Linked DNA regions of Mus musculus: region 2 is linked to region 1. A link is a contact called in public HiCAR-type data. All regions are on one chromosome and are shown on one strand. Each heading gives the region's core, a stretch centred on a gene start, on an enhancer-like site or on the middle of the called end of the contact. The rest is flanking DNA. Distances are from core to core; before and after follow the strand shown.

What was found. HiCAR-type assays count read pairs that join an accessible place to other places.
Region 2: a contact with region 1 is called in a HiCAR-type map of astrocytes, with 2.9 times the contacts expected there. The contact joins two enhancer-like sites. A contact is called at or near these places in 6 of 484 Hi-C or Micro-C datasets (the N1E-115 cell line, bone marrow-derived macrophages, embryonic stem cells and 2 more), 1 of 115 datasets of contacts at active chromatin or transcription factors (astrocytes) and 1 of 9 other capture datasets (embryonic stem cells).

The regions. Positions count from the first base shown.
Region 1 is chr19:55,423,307-55,426,029 of GRCm38.p6, reverse strand. The region is part of intron 5 of Vti1a (vesicle transport through interaction with t-SNAREs 1A); the gene reads right to left. Among named protein-coding and RNA genes, the nearest start is that of Vti1a, 110 kb to the right of the region's middle. Within about 2 kb of position 1,314, at least 124 of the 459 cell types and tissues checked have an H3K27ac peak or open chromatin away from gene starts, as enhancers often do. A contact at or near this core is called in the N1E-115 cell line, astrocytes, muscle stem cells and 1 more, where this site is marked.
Region 2 is chr19:56,028,155-56,030,877 of GRCm38.p6, reverse strand. No RefSeq gene overlaps it. Among named protein-coding and RNA genes, the nearest start is that of Gm4470, 48 kb to the left of the region's middle. Within about 2 kb of position 1,342, at least 117 of the 459 cell types and tissues checked have an H3K27ac peak or open chromatin away from gene starts, as enhancers often do. A contact at or near this core is called in the N1E-115 cell line, astrocytes, muscle stem cells and 1 more, where this site is marked.

The DNA.
Region 1 (2,723 bases), core at 65-2,564:
TGTTAGGTGAATTTTGGGAAACCAGTGTTTAATCGGAATATTTATAGAGCTACAAAAACTTAAATATGTTATAAAGATACCACAAATTAGAAAAATAATAACTTTCTCTTAAATTGTATTTGAGTATTCTCATGACAACTGATTTTTATTGCTTTGAAAAGCAGTGAGTACTCCACCAATAGTGTCAGAACACATCAAACACAGATGCCACTCTGCTGCCAACCTGAGCACCTATGAGCGAACGTCACAGACAAACAGTGGGAGCACTACCCCAGACAGCCACGAAAAAACAAGCTAACGTTATGGATGTGGAGGTTCTGAGCTCAAATGTCAACGTCTGTAGAAGAATAAGATGTTTGCTCCTAAAAAACCACAGGCCATTTTTAGCCGACACAAATCAGCAGTGGCTACCCTGAACCTAAGTGCTGTAATAGCAGGATGTGTGAAATGGGGGTGCAGGAGGCGAGGGACTGGGAGCTGCGGCTTCGGGCTCTGGAGCCTTGCTGTATGTGACTGTCTGACTGCTGAGCTGTCTCTGAGGTGGGGGCTCGGTGAGCAGCAAAGGGAGAAGCAAAGGCCAGCAGGGTGTGAGGAAGCTGGGGTAGGAGACTGAGGAGGACTTCATCCTTGGCTGCTGGGATTAAGGGTCGCACACATCTCAGAATGAGCCTTTACTTTATTTGGCTGAAAAACTCACTAAGTCTCTGTTAGAAATCAGCTTCATTCGGAGCCAAGCAGAAAAAAACAATAATGCTCACTGATGCTTATTAAATTTGACTAATCATTTAAAAAAAAAACCCTCAAATTTCAAAAATTAGCTGTCCTTAGAAGTCATTTGAATTATTTTTTATTTAATTTATTTTACTTTTTTTAGATTTTTTTTTTTAAATGAAACAAGTTCACACCAGTAACAGAAAAGACCTGGAATAAGCATCAGTCTGGGAGAGGCGCAGAGCTCACCTGGATAACTTCCGGCTGCAAAAAGAACATTGCCACAGAATCTGTTTTGCATCATCCAAATGCTTGAAACAAGAACACATAATTTTAAAGGAAAAAAAAAAAAGTGTCTACACTTAGCTAGAAAGAGCAAAGTTGTGTTAGAAATAGCATCTTGTGATATTTTGGTCGGTTTCTGGTGTTTCTGGTTTTTTTTGTTTTTGTTTTTGTTTTTCAGCAATCAATATAATTATGCAGTGCGAGAGGGCGGTGTTTATGCACATTACCATTTATATAGTGTACACAAACAGGGCTGATGGACACACAGGCCTGTGGCCACATCCTTGACCTCTGCCTCCCAGGAAGCCCGTGTGCAGTCTGCAGGCTGGAGTACTGACCTCCAGCTCAGCTCTGTCTGCGGCCGGTGCCCAGTGCCCACTCTGTGCAATGAGCCTGGTCTGAGCCTCAGAAAACTGTTCCCATAAAGGAAGTCAATATGCTAATGGTCCCAAAGTAACTGGCATGGCATGATAAAAAAAGCAGACCCTCCCAAAAAAACAAACACACACACACACACACACACACACACACACACACACACACACACACACACACTCATCCGTGAAAAGCCTGATACCATATATAAAACCCTGCATCATTCCCAGTGGGTAGCTCTGGGGTCCTTTCTGGGAAACGGAGGAAGTACATTTACACCTTAAGAATATTCCACCTTGCCAAATCACACGAAAATGACAAAAGTGTTATCTTTTTTTTCCCCCCTGTGAAGAGTGTTCAGATGCCAAACTGGCACAAACATAAGTACCAAGCTGCAATGCTGCTCAGTTCAGTCAAAGCAGACGGCTTTTTAACTTTCACACCAGTGCTCTATGGCTGGCATCCTTGTAAGCAGAATGTCTGTTCCAATGGGCTGATGGCCAAAGTCCTGTTACTGTGACTCAGAGCAGCCACGTACCTCGCCCATTCACGCTGAGGACTTTGGCGGCACCACTTACACAAGCTAAGAGGTGTGAGTCAGCATTTTGTGGCGCCCATTTTCCTGTGTGTGTCCCTTATTTAACACTGGCCTGGCTCGCAGCAAGGTTCTATATTCTGTATAAGCTGGCCCACATATAATGAAAAGAAAGAGTCAAGCAGTCCCTCTTAGGAATATTACTGGTGGGTTGAAATGAAGAACCAGCCTACGATAGCATTCTAGACTATTTTGGGTAAGTCTGCTATCAAAACTCATCCAATATCAATATATCATGGTCACTTTCTTTCAAAACTCTATGGAATTAATTGTACTGTTACTGCACAGACATTTCTTTCTATGTATAACCTTCTCCTATAGAAAATTCTCTATATAAATGTATAGTGTGAAGATGTCAGTCCAACTTGCTAGACAAGAGCTACAGACCCCTATGAACCTCTGTTCCCACCTGCTGAAAAGGGCAGAGGCTCTGCCGTAGCCCACAGGTTGATGCAGAAGCACGAGGGAGAAGTGCTTGGCTGTACGATGTGCTTAGTACACAGCCTGAGAAGCTCACCCTACTGTCAATCACTACTGAGTTGTATGAAAGAACGGAGGGGAGCAAGCTGGCACAGGCAAGGGAGCTGCTGCACCATACACACGCACACGCCCAGGCACAGCAGACATGGCAAGGGAGCCACGGTAGACGCTTGGTAGTAGTAGCAAAATCCTCTATGATAATTAATAATAATGAGGTTGTGGTGAGCAGGCAGGACCAATAAAGCCAAGGATATACATGTTCCTGTCTCTTCTATCT
Region 2 (2,723 bases), core at 93-2,592, 600 kb before region 1:
TGGGCACGGGTAGAGGGTATTAAAGGAGCTTATAAAAGCGTTCAGATGAGCTTGCTGTGGCATTTCTCATCTGTTCCTGAAGTCTGTTGATTCTGAGCCACCTTACTTCCAACTCCCAAGTGCAAGTAGGGTTGGGCATCGGGTGGTCCAGGGCACAGGCAGCATCTGGTGCCCAATGTGGTTATTGACTACTTCATTGTCCTCGTTTTGAGGCTGCTTGCAAACCTCCTTTTCTGGGGGCTCATTTTTTGCTTTGTGTTTCCAAAGCAAAGTTCTCCTAGGCCCACACAGGACTGTCTGTTTCTCATTTAGTGAAGTAAGTACTGTATTGCAGTTTGTAAAGAACTACCATGGAAAGGAAGGAGAGAGAGGTGGGGGGGGGGTTGGAGGGGAAGAGAAAGGGGGAGGGGGAAGGGAGAGAGAGGGGGAAGGAAGAGGTGGAAGGAGAGGGAGAAGGGGATGGAGAGGGAGAGTGGGACAGAGAGGGAGAGAGGGACAGAGAGGGAGAGGCAGGGGAGGGGGAGGGGAGGGAGATGGGGGACGGGGCAGGGGAGGGGGACGGGGGACGGGACCGGGACCAGGACCTGGACAGGGACACACCTAAAACCACCCAACTGGCTCACGTCTGGGCCTCACAGTCTTACAACAGAGCATATGGCAGCTGCTCACCAGCAGCATGCCTGTTACAAGTGGGCCTCAGCAGCTGTCCTTCCATCCATCACAGCTCCACCCAAGACCTTACTGGGGCACACCATAGGCAGGGTGTTTACAGCATGGCCAATGGATATGGCTGGACTGGCTTTCTGCTCCCAACAGTGAAGTGAAGCCTGAGAGCTAGCGCCTGGGAAGCTGAGGCTCTCTGAGTGTGGAGTGCCATATACTGGGCTCCGGAGGAGCGGGAGGTGAAGGATCATTTCCGCAGTGGAACTTGGGGTCGGAAGGAGCAGCAGCAGCCGCTGCTGGGAACTTGACTGCGCAGCCCTGTGTCTTTTGTTGTCACCGATTGTCCCTCCTGCAGCCTGCCACTGGGACCCCTGAATGCACCGCAGACATTCTTGGCACGCTGGGGCCTCGGTGCTGGGCTCAGGTTCATTAATCTGCCTGCCACTGAGTTGCTATGAAAAGAGGAAATTGTTTCCCTGCTCCCGGAGAAGCAAGGAGAAAGAGCTGAAGCAGGAAGAAGGCCCAGGCCGACTTCCCACGTGCAGCCAGGGCTGGGGTGCTGCAGCCTGGAGCCCAGAGCACCAGAAAGAGCTGGCATGTCCCTCCCTGGAAAAACCTTCCGTGCACGTGGCCAGGCCATTAATTAGCCCAGTAACAGACGCTAGCCCTGAGTCACCATGGAGCACAGACAATAAGGCCTGTGTGCTAAGGGAGATGACAAATGAGGGCCACAGAGGAGAGGAGGAGAGCAGCAAAGAAGCCGAGGACCAGAAGACCGCCGGGCCAGAGAGCTGGTGTGATTTCCAAAGGCTGGCCCATGAAGGAGGGGAACCTGCGATTGTCCCAGAGCCGTGTAGGAAATCTACCTTTCCACTCTAAATGGACAAATGGCAATTTTGACAGCCACAGAACATGCCTGCTCTGGGCTGAGTCTCTTTGGGAAGGTTATGAATCAGAAATGTGGGATTGCGGGGCCTAGCTCACATCAGGCTTAACAGTGGGAAAGTAAGCATACCAAGGAGCCGGCTAAGGTAAAGAAGGTCCCGCTCTGCTCAAGACTCGATCTAGCACAGGGAGAGCCCAGAGCCCTTAACAAGTAGGGAGGTGCCGGAGCACACAAGGATGAGGGGGTCGGGGAAGAAAGAGAGAGGAAGGTAAAGATAGCAGCTGTAAGACCCATGCCCAGTCTTGGCTTTGGAGGTTGACAAGCTTAGATCGCTTAAGCATTGGGGAAGTCCCTGTGGCCCGTGAGTCACCTGAGGGTCAGAGTGTTGATGCCACAGCCCCATTCCTTGAGCAGACATCTTCCACGGGAACATCTACGTATGCTCTTCGTGTCCTTTCCCCGGATGTTTTAGTTTTCCATTGGCAAACAGATCAGTTCACTATTTTTATTATTTAGTTTTCAAAAGCCACAAAAATCTAGGCATAAAATTCCCATCGATTCAAAAAGTTCTATCCCTTCTCTATAATCAGCCCCTCCCCCCACCCCAGACTCCCCGCGCCCTTCTAAGCTGGTGACCTTCCCTTCCAGCTGCCTTTCCTGGGTCTTCCTACCCAAGGAATCAGGTGTTTGTACCGTCTGGTTCCCTTCACTCAGCACAATGTATCCGACATTTGTCTGGGTTGCTGGTGTTGGCCCATCTGAGTTGTTGGGTATTGGCTCTTCATTGCTGAAGGGTGTCCTGTTATGTGTAAGTACAGTTCTTGGGTAACTCCTCCAGTGGGGAACACCTCTCACCCCATCCTGGCCCTGACTTTTCTAGAATGCTTTTACTCGGGGAGACTATTTTAAAAGTTACTGACTGGGGCCAAAACTTTAGTATAACCTATTTTTTCCTCCCTCTATGGTTTTTTAAGGCTTCTCAGGATAATGGTTTCACTTAGCATTGACCTCTCAAGCTCAGAAGAAACATGCCTTTGATGTTTTGCTTGTCTTTGTGTGTTTCAGTATGTCAAAGTACACAATCCAAAGACTTTCAGTGTATCCATTGTTATACACACCACCACCACAGTTGATTTAGAATGTCTTAATTATTACAGTAGAAATCTCTAACTCC